2 separate regions of the Canis lupus genome follow, and region 2 is linked to region 1. Evidence: chromatin contacts called from public Hi-C data. All regions are on one chromosome and are shown on one strand. The core of a region is the stretch at or near the end of the contact, and the rest is flanking DNA. Distances in the headings are between cores, read along the strand shown.

Region 1 (6,787 bases), core at 1,410-3,909:
GCACACTAAAGATTTCTAACGCTACCAACTCCCCAACCCCTTCTCAGGAACTTTTACTCCGAAGCCCAAGATTCCGCAAAAGCCCAAGATTCTGCAAAATACCATGACGGTCGGGCACACCCACCTCTGCAAACCACCCCCACAGAAAACCTATCCCCCGCTCCTACAGGTAGAATCCTGAGGCCACAACACCGCAGTTCTGAGGTTGGCAGAAGTAATTAAAAACTCATTTTCTCTGTGCGAGTTTGAACAGATACTTCATCCCCCCGCATTTCAAAGAGACTTGAACAGTAACGTGAACCGGTGGTCAGGTAAACGCTCTAAGATCCCAAGACTCGGCACTCTGATCCTTCCGAACTCCACCAAAATATCAAAGGCCATTCTGCTTTCTTGTCCCTTTCAAAAGGATGTCAAAGACTCCACCAATCGGTCCCGCAAAACATCCAGGTCTTACGCTCACAGCGACTCACTCCTGCTGACCCTCAGCCTCCCTCCTTACCTGCCACAAATAAGAGAGAGCCAGGAACTACCAACTACAAGCACTCCCTTCAGGTCAACAGCAAGCAGTTAAGGTTCTCAGTAAAATGAAACTTTGTGGTTTTAGGGATGCTTGGGGGGGAGGGGGCTGGGGAGGAGGGCCCACAGAGGAGAGGAAGATCCAGTCAGTCTGAATCAGTATCTAAAGGAAGTGGCAGCCCCTTCTTGCTTTTCCTCAGGGTGCCTGGGAAAGGCCCCAGCGGCTTTGCTCTCTCCAGGTTTGAGCTCACAGAAGAAAAAGGAAGGGACAGGCCAGTTGTAAAACAGACCTGGTATCCTATCCCCCCCACCCCACCCCCACTCCAACTCCCCCTAATTAAAGCAGCATGCAGAATTGACCAAAAAAAAAAAAAAAAAAAAAAATCCTTCCAGGTTTTCTCAAGCCCCTGCCTGGTGCCCCAGAGAGAGAGACAGAAAAGTAGAGGAGTTTCTTTGTAAACACTAAACACGGTTTAGTAGGTTTCTCAAGAGGAGGGCAAAGAGAAGGCAAAAACTTTAGGCACCAGCCTCCCGTCTTCTTTTGCTCCTTCACCAGCCCCGGTCAGAGCGCCCAGAGGTGCCCCGGTCTGTGCCAAGCCTGAGAGCTAAGACACGGGGGGTCTGCTCCAGGCCTCCTGTCTTTGTTCACCCGGGACCCAGGTCTCAGAACAAAACCAAACAAACTACCACAGAAACTTACCACCACCACGAGTGCAAAAACCCAGGCGGTTCTCCCAATGTGATGTTTTTTTCCCATCGAATCTGGAAAGCAGAGAGCAGACACCGCTTAGAGGGGCAGAGAGGACGGGCGGGCTGGGGGCTTGGGGGGGGGGGGGTATTAGCCAAAAGGCTGTGAGGACCAACTAACAATAAATGCCAAAAGGTGATAAAAATTCAAAATGGTGGCCACAGTGGCTGCTCCTGAAAACAAAGGCTCTAAGAATAGTGGGGAAGAGGGGGTGTCAAGAAATTGGATGATGGGGTGGGGGGGCAGTCGCACTCACCTCCGACAAGAAGGTCTGTGCAGATTTCTGTGCTCCTACGTGCAGTAAATATTCGTAGACGTATAAAGCTAACCTGGAAGGTGGGCAGGGGGCACAGAAAGGGGGAAGGCGTCAGGTCGCCCGGGGCGCTCGCCCTGGACCTCGCCAGCCGGCTCCTAGCCGCGTCCGCGCTGCCTGCCCCAGGGGCCCGGGCCGGGAGGGAGGGAGGGCGGCCGGCCTGTCGGCGCCCCGGGGCGGGGGTGCGCACCGGAGGACGCGCCGCCCCGAGCCGCGAGGGCTGCAGAGAGCGGCCCCCCAAACTTGAACTTCCAGCCGGCACCGGGGCCGAGCGCAGCCGGGTGCCTCCAGCTCGCGAGCCCGCCGACCCCGCCGACCCCGCCGGCTGCCACCGTGTGCCCCGGCCCGGGGAGCGTCCGCGGAGACCGGGTCCCGGACCGCGGGGCGCGGGGCGCGGGGCGCGCGCTGGAGGGGGCAGCACCGCGCCTGCCCTGCCCTGCCCTGCCCTGCCCTGCCCACCGCCCGCCTCCCCCGCCCCCTCGCGGCGACGGTCCCCCGAGCCCCGGGCCCAGCCGGCGCCGCCGTCCCTGCCCAGCGCGGCGCCCCGAGGCCGAGGGCGGGCACGGAGAGCGCTCCCGGCCGAACAAAGCCCCCGGCACGCACTCCTCACGCCGCGGGCGGACAAAAGGAGCCTTCGGGCTGCGGGAGCCGCGGAGCCACGCGCCCCCTCCCCTGCCCGCCCCGCCGGGCCAAGTGCGGGCTCGCGCGCCCGGGACCTCGCCCACCCCGGCGGCCCGACCCCCCCGGCGCCTCCAACAATGGGCGCCCTCCCACGCCGCCCGCGGACGGCGCCGGCCCCGGGGCGCAGCACCCCCGCCCGCCCGCCGCCCGCCGCCCGCCGCCCACCTGCCGCCCGCCCGCCGCCCGCCCGCCGCCCGCAGCCCCGCGACGGCGCGGCCGCCACTTGGAGGAGAACAGGGCTTACTTTTCCCGAGCCTGCCCGTCCGAGGGCACCGCCGAGCCTTTGCCTTTGGCAAACATGGTCTGCAGGGAAGAGGGCGCCGAGCCCCGCCGCCGCCGCCGCCGCCGCTCCCGAGCTGCCCCCTCGCTCCCGGCCCCCTCCCCGGCCTCGCTCGCTCGCCCGCTCGCGCTCTCCTCGCCGCGCTCCCCTCCCTCCCCCCCGGCGCCGGCTCCGCGCTCTTTCCAGCTGTCAAAGCGTCAGCCCCGGCCGCGGCCCCATCGCCCTGGAACTCCTCCCGCGCCGGCTCGGCCCGAGCTGCCGCCGCCGCCGCCGCCGCCGCCGCCGCCGCCGCCGCCGCTCGCCCGCCGCCCGCCGCCCGCCGGCTCGCTCGCCCGCCGCCCGCCCGCCCGGCTCCGCCTGCGCCGCCCTCCGCGCCTCCGGCACCGCTGCCGCCGCCGCTGCCGCTGGTCTACTTGGAGCGCAACCGAACGTGGCTGCCCGGGCGAGGAAGCGGGGCGGGCGGCGGCGGCCCGCGACGGACGGGCGCTCCGGCCAATCGGCGCGCGGGGGCGGGCCCGGCGGCCCGGGAGGGACGCCCCGGCAGCGCCCGGCCCAGGCAGTCCCCGCTGCGGCCGCCTCCGCCGAGCCGCGGCCCCTGCTGCTGCGGCCGCGCCGGGGGGCGCCGGGGGGCGCCGGGGGGCGCGGGGGGGCGCGGGGGCGGGGGCGGGGGCGCGCGCCTCCCCTCCCCGTAGGTGCCGAGGGGGAGGGGGAGGGGGCCGGGCCCGGCCGCGGCGGGGGCCGCCGGAGGGGGCGGGGGGCGCTGCGGCAGCGGCGGAGGGGAGGGGGCGCGGACCCCCCAGCGGAGCGCCGCCGGCTCCCTCCCGCCACGTCCCTCTCCCTTATCGGCCCCTCGCCTCCCCCCGCCCGGCCCGGCCCGGCCCGGCCCGGCCCTTATCTCCCCCGCCCCCCGCCCCCCGCGCCGGGTTCCGACCCCGACCCCCTCCCCACACTCCCGGCCGCTCCCCCGCCGCCCCGCCCCCGGCCCTCCCTCTTGCCCAGTGCGCCGCCCGAGCGCCCGGCCCGGGGCTCCACGCTGCGAGCTGGGCGGCTCGATCCGGCGCCGAGGCGCGCGGCGGCTCCTTTACTACATCATTAAAATACTTCGGAAAGCCCCAAAGTGGAGCCGCGCGAAGAAGGTCCTTGGCGTGCTTTGGGGAGCCTGGGGGAGGGGACGGGGGACTTGCGCTAAGACAAGGGAAGAGTGATAGCTCCCAAATTTCTCAGGTCGGCCGGCGCTGGCAACTTAGCCCGTCGGCCTCTCCACGGGAGACCGTGCCGCTGCGGGCGGGGTACGGGGGCGTCACCTGGGCGCCCTGCAACGTGGAATGCGCGCCACAGGAATCTGCAAACTTCAAATAAATGGAGCTAAATTGGGGAGGTGGGGGGGGATGAGAGTCAGACTTGGGGGGAGGGGAAGCTTCCATTGTCAGTGACCCAGGTGTACAATGGGAAATGGGGGGGGGGGTGGCAGAGTGACCCAGCTATTTGCCGCTGACTCCTCTCTGCCCACTCTGAGAACCCCGAGTACACACGATGAGTCCCTTATTAGACCAGGATCCGGCGAAATAGGGGAAGACTCCCCCATTTTCAGACTGCGTTTAGAGCGCGGTTCTCTTTAAATGTGATAAAACATTGTCGGCACTGTCTCTTTAAAAGAGTCAAGCAGAAAAAGCTGTGTAAGCGCTGATTGGCTGCCTGTTTGGATACATCTTTAGGGGAGCCTTGAAACTGTTAGCCTAGGTTGATTTTTTTTTTTTTTTAACTGCGCTGTTCCAATAAACAAGTAACGCCCCTCCCCCTAACATGCCTCGCACCAAACAATTAAAGGATAGGTCAGTGTCCTGGGGAAAACACGTTTCAAGTAGGAAAACTCAGAACTAAATTTCTACAAAATAAAGAATAATCTCCTACCATTAAAGTTTGCCTATTTTGATCTATTGGAAAGAGAAAAGGGGCTTTTGAAAGAAATGCCCCGCAGCAAACCGATCTGCATTGGTTCAGGAAGGAGACTCGGTGCATTTTTGGAATAATGTTCTACTCCGTGTAACAGTCTCCCTAAATTAGAATACAGCCAGGCCCTACGGATGCCAATGGACGCACTCTGTTCTCTGCTGGGACCTAGAGATCGCAGGGGAAGGTGACAGATAAAGGGAAATACTGAACCCCAGTCTATGGTTGTTCGTAGGCTAGCCCCTAGTTGAGAGGTTGTTTTGTGAATGAGAAGCATGGATGTTGGGAGGGAGTTGAAATACAACGATAGGGGAGAGAAGGAAATAATTACAGTTATTTTTTCCCCTAGGCGGTTTAATTTAATAGGGCTAACTTAAGGTGCCTTAGAGCCCACGCTAATTAAATTGGCCTGTTCATCCCCTTCCCCTGGACTTCTATTTTTGATGGGCTAGGAATGGCCAGGGATGGCTTGTCAACAGACTGACTCACAAGAAGCCTGACTCATCTTGGGTCTGCAAGGCCCACGAATTACGAGTATGGTGAGTATCCATCGGGTCCTGGCTAAAGGAAAACACTGCCCTTCTCTAGCTCTATGATGGCAGCATCTACCAAGTTGGCCATGCCCTATCAGCACCAGGACTGCGCCGCAAATCTATCTGTCTGGGCATCATTTTCCTCACCTGTCAAATGGGAAAGGAGGGTTAGAAGATCTTTAATCTCTCTTGAGAATTTGATGTTCTAGGATGCTGATTTTTCCCTTCTATAGTTTTCTTTCCCCACCCCCAACCCCCACCCTGGAATAAAAGACCTTCTTCCGGAGCATATGTAGCAGGAGAAGAGAAGTGGCATTCAGGGAACCTGTGCCAGGTACTCTGTCCTTGTGGTCTGCCCTTTGCTAGGCCTTGACACAGAAGGCTTGTGATGAAGCTAAAAGAGTCAGTGAGAGGACCCAGAGAGAAAAAACAGGGAGCCCCCCAGCCTGCTAGAAAGAAGGGAGTTGACAGGCACCTGAAAGCAGGACCACTCCGCAGCCCCAACCAGGTGTGCATACAATGATCCAAGATGCAGTCCTATCAGAAACCAGTCCAAACACCCAAGAACAGCCTTCAAAACCGCAACCCACCTTTCCCCCCACTGAACACCCCCCTCCCCAGCTCCACCTTCCCTAGACCACACATCTTTTGGCCTGCTATTTCTACCTGAATGCCTTCTAACTCAACATCCCCCTTTGACCATAGAAGGCTAACATCGCCTCCTACGCTGTGCATCTCTTCCAAAACCTCTTTGCTCTTCACTCCTGGAGCAAAACTCCTCTGTCCCCCTGCTTGGTCTCATTTTGCTTGAACCTCCATAGTGGTTCTCTGTTCATTCTGCCTATTGTTGTAGCCAGTTGTTTACTGTCTGTCTCCTCTACCAGACCAGGCAGGGAGAGGAACTAACTCTGAGTCATCGGTGTGTCTCCACCACCCGGCGCAGGTTCGATACTTGTGTGCATTATCAACATTCAGTGTGCATACCAGGGGCTAGGGAACCAGGAGAGGAAAAAATGGTCTCATGCTCAAAGTAGCTCTGGGCCCAAGCTGGAGATAAGAAAGGGATACTGCCAACAATGGGATTAGATAAGGCCCCTCTCCCAACCCCACCCACCTAAACCACAGCCACCTGGAACTACTATACTTTTGGTCCCCAGAATGTACCAGGTCATTGCACGTAGCCACCCCAGACTCCTTCATTCTTTCTTCCTCCCTTTCTCTGTCCCTCCCTATCTTCCTTCTCTTCTTTTAGTACACATCTATTGAGCATCTACTATGTACCAAGCACTGTTCCAGGTCTGGGTAATTCTTACCCAGAATTCTTACCCAAACAAAAATTCTTACTCCATAGAGCTTCCGCGGTTGGGAAATCCTCTGTCCAAAAGCCTCTTTCCGTGACAGACTCCTACTAATTCTAAGATCCAGGGGCACCTGGGTGGCTCAGTAGTTGAGCATCTACCTTTGGCTCAGGTGGTGATCCCGGGATCCCGGGACCCTGGGATCGAGTCCCACATCGGGCTCCCTGCAGGGAGCCTGCTTCTCCCTCTGCCTATGTCTCTGCCTCTCTGTGTGTGTCTCTCACGAATAAATAAATAAATAAATAAAATATTTACAAAAATAAAATTAAATTAAAATTAAATCCAGCCTGGGCAGGTAGCACCTCCTCTAGGAAGCCTTCAGAGGACGCCCTCTCTGAGCTCCCAGACTGGGCCAGGGGTCCCCTGGTGGCCCCTGGGCCTCCCCAAAAACCCAACAGATTGCAGATG
Region 2 (6,787 bases), core at 2,045-4,544, 180 kb before region 1:
GCCCTTCTTGTCTGAGGAGCAGTGCTCTCTCACCTGTGGCTCCTCCCCATTCAGAAGGCTCCTGTCCTTGCTGGCTCGGGCTGCCTCCCACCTTGCCAGCTCTCGGTGATAGAGGTCAAACACACAAGGTGAGCAGCCACTGCCACAGCATTGAGAGGGCAAGGGCTCCACCGGCCGAAGCTGCAGCCAGGCTCCCTCATCATCATTCTCCTCATTCTCATCCGTCATCAGTGGGGCTTGAGCAGCCTGGGAGGGACAATTGGTGCTCCTCCCGGAACAGATCTGACTCTGTGAGGCCACAGGCCCAGACCCTCTGTTGTTGGCCTGAGAGAAGGAAAACATGTGGGTTACACTCTGGTCACCTCTATTTCTCCCATTCTGAGGCCTGCAGGTGTCACACTCTGTGTGAGCAGTGGGACAGGGATGAATCAACCCTGAGATCGGCTGCCTGGCAGGGGAAGCAGGCAGACGGGACACAACAATCAGAGCTGGCAACCAAAGTTTCCTGATTTCTTCCCAGACTTTGAGTGCTGAATTAAGCACTTAACATAGAAAACCATAATGAATTTAAAAAATATTTCAAATGATAAAATATAATATTTAAGTGTAATTTAATAATTATAAAATTATTTAGAAATAAGATTAGCAAACAACGCTTCTGTAGCTACCATGTAGTCAAGTACAAAGAACCTTGCTAGCAACCCAGAAGCCACTCCTATGTGTCCCTTCCTGATCACCTCCCATCCCCCATAAAGTAACCATAATCCTGACCTTTGGTATAACCATTCCCTTGCTTTTCCTTGGTTTTGCCACCTTTGTGTACAAATTTAATCACTATAGTTCAGCTTTGCCGGGCTCTTGCCTTTATGTAAACAGAATCCTACCAATGTATTCTTTTGTGTCTAGTTTCTTTCAGCAAGGTAAGTCACCCACCAAATTGCTGCATTTCATTTAATCTTTATAATGAGGCTGGTACTAGAGATGTCATTTTATAAATGGGAAAACTGGGGTCTGGGGCGGGGGGGCGGTAATAATGTACACAAGATCACATAGTTCCTAAAAGACAGGGAGGTCCTGTTTCTTGGTTACCAATCACTTCCCACAATTCCTAACCTTTAAGGCCTTTTCTACTTTTCCTGCTTCCCATGTCCATTTACACTGGAGCTTCCAATGATCCCAGAGGATGTGCTTCCAGTCTCTCCCTACACCATCCATTGGCACATCTGCCACCAGCTCTAATCATGACAGTCTCCCGCTTAGCAACGTTTAACAGCTCCCCAATAGCCTACTGGCTCCAATCTAATCTTCTTGCCTGGTGCCCCAGTCTCCTTCTGATCAGAACTTGTCCAAAACCTCTTATCATTTAGTTTTGGAAGGGCAGTCCCTCTGTGTGCATGTGCAATACATCTTTTTCTTATACTAGAAAGGGCTTGGTTTCAGAAAACTTGGTTCTATTGCTCATGAACTCTATGATTTCAAGAAGGTTTAGCAGGCTTGAGGGCAAGGATGGTGTCTTATTCTTTCTGTATTCCACCACCAAGCACAAGCCTGGCATACGGAAGGCTCCAGTGAATGGTGAGCGCTCATTTAGTTTGCAGATAAGGTCTCGGAGCCAGACCAGCCACAATGCTAGGTGTTGGGACATAAGATGTAAATAGGACATGGGCTCTCTACCTTTATAGAACTTGCAGCCTAACATGAGGTTATCTCAATCCAAACCATTTTTGTTTTGTGCTATGGACCAGGGATGCATTGTGAGTGAATGAAGTCTAGAACCCTCTTCGTGCTTTTTTTTTTTTTTAACTCTTGCAGTTTTTGCAAGATAAGTGAGAGAACAGAGAGCTCTGTGAACTGTAATCTGCAAGACAGTGTGAGGGTTATTCCTATCAGTACTTGCCTTGAACCTACCTTCTCTGGGTCTTAATTATCCTACTTCTTTGATATTTTGGAAATTGGCAGAGAAGTTGGCCAAGTCCTTCATGAACTTTTAAATATTTGGTTCCTGGGATCCCTGGGTGGCTCAGCGGTTTAGAGCCTGCCTTTGGCCCAGGGCGTGATCCTGGAGTCCCGGGATTGAGTTCCACGTTGGGCTCCCTGCATGGAGCCTGCCTCTCCCTCTGCCTGTGTCTCTGCCTCTCTGTCTCTTGTGAATAAATAATAAAATCTTAAAAAAAAAAAATTTGGTTCCTGCCTCCTTCTAGCCTCTACCTCTTCAGTATAAGAAGCGCTATGTTTAAGCTAGGACTTGACACGTTGTTGCCTCTGGTAGGATGACTCTCTCCATCCTTCAGGGCTTTTCCTTAAAGGTCACCTCCTCTGAGAGGTCCACCTTGACCCTCCTCCTTCTCCTTCTCTGTCATGCACCCTATTTGTTTCTATTATGTATTGATTCATTTAACATATATTTGTTAGTGCTAGGCATTGTGCTAGGTGCAGGAGACAGAGCAGTGAAGAAGCAAAACCCCTTGCGCTCATGGGGTTTACATTCTAGCGCGAGAGACATCATGAGACAAGATCAAAATGGAAAACCTGGCCTTTAGTGTTAAATGCTAAAAACGAAAAAATAACTGGGGGAAAAGAATGGAAAACACATTTGCCAGTTGCAACGGCTTATTCGTGGACTTTACTTGCTTTCTACCCATGCACTCTACATTCCATAGCTGTTTTATTCACCAACGCAAACCAAATGCCCATCACAGGGCCGAACACATTGCAAGCAGTTGATAAAACAGGTGTTGGTGCAAGGAGCAAAGGAACATTTTTCCCAGCTCTGGCCTTGCTTCTGGGACGCGGACAGGTAAACCCCGAGGAAAGGGGGGAAACTAACTCCCTCCTGACGCTGGGGAAGGGGCGTGCAGTCGGATGCAGCCATCTCAGGCTCGGGGAGGGGCAGCGGCGAGCAGCGGGTGGTGAGGCAAGGAGACGGGAGCGCACCCCCCACGGCCCGGGCGCTGCGCAGGTGCTCTAACTTAGGGGCTCGGAGGGAAGTACCCTACCCAAACTTCAACTGCCCAGGTTGCCCTACGTTGGGATCGGAAGTACTGGCGTTCTACCCCTAGTCCTATCCCAGCCTATCCCAAGACCACTCACCTCCACACCTGCGCCTCCCCTCGAGCTTCCTCCAGGTGCCGCCCTCCCGAGGGAGGCGGCGGGGGGAAGGGAGGGTCTCTAAAATGAAAATAGCCTGTGGGGTGGGGCAAGGCTAGGATGTCTCGATTATGATTGGTTGAAGTGGCTGCCACTCACGAAACGAGGCTTGGCGCCCCGCCCCTTTCGCTCCCAGCAGGCCTTGCGCGCGGGAACATGGCGGCGTCCAGGTAGAGGGCGTGAGGGGGACCGAGTTGGCATGGCGCTGGCGTCGGGGCCCGCGAGGCGGGCGCTGGTTCGCCCTGCGCGGCTCGGCCTCGGGGACTGCGGGGCCCCGGCACGCGGGGCGTACGAGTGGGGCGTGCGCTCCACGCGGAAGCCCGAGCCTCGGCCCCTGAACAGGGTGTACGACATCCCCGGACTGGAGCCCATCACCTACGCGGGGAAGATGCACTTCATGCCCGGCCTGGCGCGGCCGGTCTTCCCGCCCTGGGACCCTGGTTGGACGCACCCAAAGTTCCGCCGCCCGACTCCGGTTCACGAGCAGCCGCTGTACAAGGATCGGGTCTGCTACGTCTTCCACCAGCGCTGCCGCCTCCTGGAGGGTGAGGCCCTATAGGACGGGCAGGAGGGGACCTCGTGCCCCGTCCCTCCGCCCAGCACTGGCCCCAGCCCCCTGTGGCCTTGAAACTTCGTGGGTCTCGGTTTCTCCGTCTGCGAAATGGGTAGTGATTACGGCCTCTGAGGGTTTCGAGCCCAAGTGGGATGAGAAGCGCTGCTCCCGTGTGAGGCAGGATTAGAGAGCTGGAGGGGCCAAGGGAACAGACCCGGCTCCTGCCGTCCAGCTCTGTGATTCGGGGCAAGTGGCTGAATCTTCGGGAGCCGGCCTCTTCTGGGAGCTCGGGGTTCTGACTAGGTGGGCCACACTGACCCTTCCAGCTCTTAACGCCCTGACACGTACCTGTACACCGAAGAATTAGATGGAGGGAGGCTAAAGCATGCTTAATCTCCTGGCCTCTGGCCTGTTCTCGCAGGATTGGTGAAGGTGACAGAGAGGGACGTGGTTTGTGGGCACACGTGCTCTGGGTTAATAGTGAAGCCAGGGCTCTGTCTCCCGTCTCCTAGGTCCCCCTCCTTTGTCAGAGGTCAAAACTGAGATGTTTCCAGGAAGGGGTCTGGACCTAAAAGCCATCTGGCCTGCTTCTGCACCCCTTTCACTAAGAGCAGGTCAAAATGCCTGAGCCGAATAAAACCAGTCTGTGTCTAGAGTAAAACCAGAAGTTATTTTCCAGAGTCCGGGGAGGCGGGAGGGAGGGGCTCGTTTGTTGAGAGTCTCTCCCTGTTCTTGCTGTTCTTCCCTAGTCCCTTAATCACGTGGAAGTAGAGCAGGTTCTGAAAACACAAAACAGTCTCAGGGTCAGTGGGAGCAGTTATTTTCCAAAGAGTAATTAGGAAAGGAAGACGCCTGGCAGGATTTGGAAACTAAACCAAAGAATAAATCCTAGATTTGCCGGGGGGGGAGTAAGTCAACTGGCCAGCCTCTGAAGCCACTCAAACCCATTCCCAAAAGCTGAATTTCTGGTATCTAAACATTCCCATTGCCCTATCAGAATGCTGAAATGGACCTCACAAGACTTGGCGTCCCCCTCCCCTTTTTTTAAAATTTATTTTAAGTAGGCTCCACACCCAGCACGGGGCTTGAACTCACAATCCTGGGACTAAGAGTCCCATGCTTTAACAACTGAGCAAGCCAGGCGTCCCACCCTTAAGTGACCCTGGTAACATGACCAGGCTTTAGGGCAGACAGACTCAGATTTTCCTCCACACCATCACTTACAGGGTATGTGACTTGAAGCAAAGTCTCTGAATTTCATCCTCCAGTTCCATTAAAATCCCATCAGATTTAGAGATAAAGTTCCTGGCACAGGATAGGTGGTGATGCTCAGTAAATGGCAGCTCTAATAATTACATATTATTCATGTACATAGTGAATCATAAAAATCTCAATTTTTTAATCCATTGTCAAGTTTAAGGAAAAGTGGCATTGTAGAACTCAAACTCTGACTCCAGTCCCATGTTTTTTCTGCTGCACCACAAAATTCAGAAGGTACTGTTCTAAACGCTTGTATTTCCCAGGTCCTATAAGTCTCAAAGTGAAGTCTTACTGTCCTCATAGCATTTCATTTATTAGCGCAAAGTAAATTGCCTGAGAAAGTCTCCTTCAAAGTATCCTAGGCTCCATTTAATCCTAGGCATAGCTTTACAAATGAAAATAAGTCTCTGAAACTGGTGTTTTCCCAGTTGGCACAAGTAGCCTACTAACCAAAGCAGTCACCAGCCTGCCATTAACTTGTAACTACACTCATGGAGAAGAATACAGTATTAGCATCGTTTTGACGGTAGGAGACTGGTATGTAGATTTGATGCATAATTTAGGTTCCTAATGCTGGGCACTTTCTTCCCTCAGGGAAGCCCGATCTGGGGAAGGTGAAGTAAGGGAGTTTTGCTTGGCATCGCAGCCCATCCCACTGACAGTAACTGTCCTTAATGTTTAAAAATGAAGCAATCTGAATCCAATCTATTTTTCTTTATTGATATTACATCTTTTCCCGAAAAGTATTTCAGGCATCTTACAAAAATTTTACAGCACAGCCAAATTAAATTAAAAACATGGAGGTGAGGAAATCCACACAAAGGAAAAATAAAACACTGAGGTGAATACAAAAAAAAAATCCATTCTGTGAGGTTCTGCTTGCTAAAGGGGAGCCCTTAACTTGGCTCTCAGCCTGTTAATGATACAGAGACAGGGTCAACTGACTAGGCCAGTTGCCTGTTTCTGTAGTTTTATTAGAACATAGCCACACCCACTTGTTTACTTGTAAGTGGCTGTTTTCATTGCTACAGAGTTGAGGAATTGTGACAATGTGTACAGCTCAGAAGCTGAAAATATTTGTTATCTGGCCCTTTAGGGAAAAGTTGTTGACTCCTGTTATAGAGAAGAACATTTTCAGTTATGTAGTCTCACTATGTCCATAAGACAAAACCATGCTATCCCAGGAAAACCCCAACCTTCTGGTAGTAAGGCCAGGGAGGATCCTGTGTAATAAATAGAACATGTGATCCTTTCAACAAAAAACAGCAATGCATTTCATACAGCTTCTGCATACAAAAATCTGCTTAAAGATAGCTCATTATAGAAGTTCAGGGTTAGGTGAGATGTGAAAGATTATGTTTCAATGTTCCCCAACTCAGGGTCCCTCAAGTTATTCATGGTCTCTTATTTCCATTATTTAACAAAAACTATTTTCCCTTGATAAAGCAACATGGGCTTAATCCTTGGCCCACACCTAACAAATGGAGTATATTTGGTAGACATGAGCTTTTCCAATCAGGGCCTTGGATGTGGGTTAATAAAGGGATCTAGGATTTGAAATGCTGGCATATAGTCTGGAGTCTGAATCTTGCAGGCCACAGACAGACTCTTTCCCGCAAGATTCAGCCTTAGGAGCCCAGCCACCTTTGCCGCTTTTTGAATCCCTCCAGGGCAGGCACGCACCACCTCAGCCAGCTGTTGACCATCATTAGTTGGTCCTGAAGCTGAGTTGAAATCTGGCTGTCCTGGCTTCCACTCTTATTTTAGTTCTGACTCCTCAGATGTCCTAGCACAAATCCTGATTCTCCCAAGGCAGACATTTCCCTA

The links. Hi-C and Micro-C count contacts between places; a contact is called where the count stands out from the background.
Region 2: a contact with region 1 is called in a Hi-C map of blood, with 2.0 times the contacts expected there. The contact joins the promoter of MRPL37 here to the promoter of SSBP3 in region 1. A contact is called at or near these places in 2 of 9 Hi-C or Micro-C datasets (both in blood).

The regions. Positions count from the first base shown.
Region 1 is chr5:55,119,482-55,126,268 of UU_Cfam_GSD_1.0, reverse strand. SSBP3 (single-stranded DNA-binding protein 3) reads right to left here and starts at 2,659. Exons shown (of 16, transcript XM_038537457.1): 1 at 2,503-2,659; 2 at 1,521-1,593; 3 at 1,217-1,278. The coding sequence starts at 2,558.
Region 2 is chr5:55,301,752-55,308,538 of UU_Cfam_GSD_1.0, reverse strand. MRPL37 (39S ribosomal protein L37, mitochondrial) reads left to right here and starts at 3,294. Exons shown (of 7, transcript XM_038537450.1): 1 at 3,294-3,692. The coding sequence starts at 3,347. It overlaps CYB5RL (NADH-cytochrome b5 reductase-like), which reads right to left and starts at 3,246. Exons shown (of 9, transcript XR_005359760.1): 1 at 3,091-3,246; 2 at 34-324.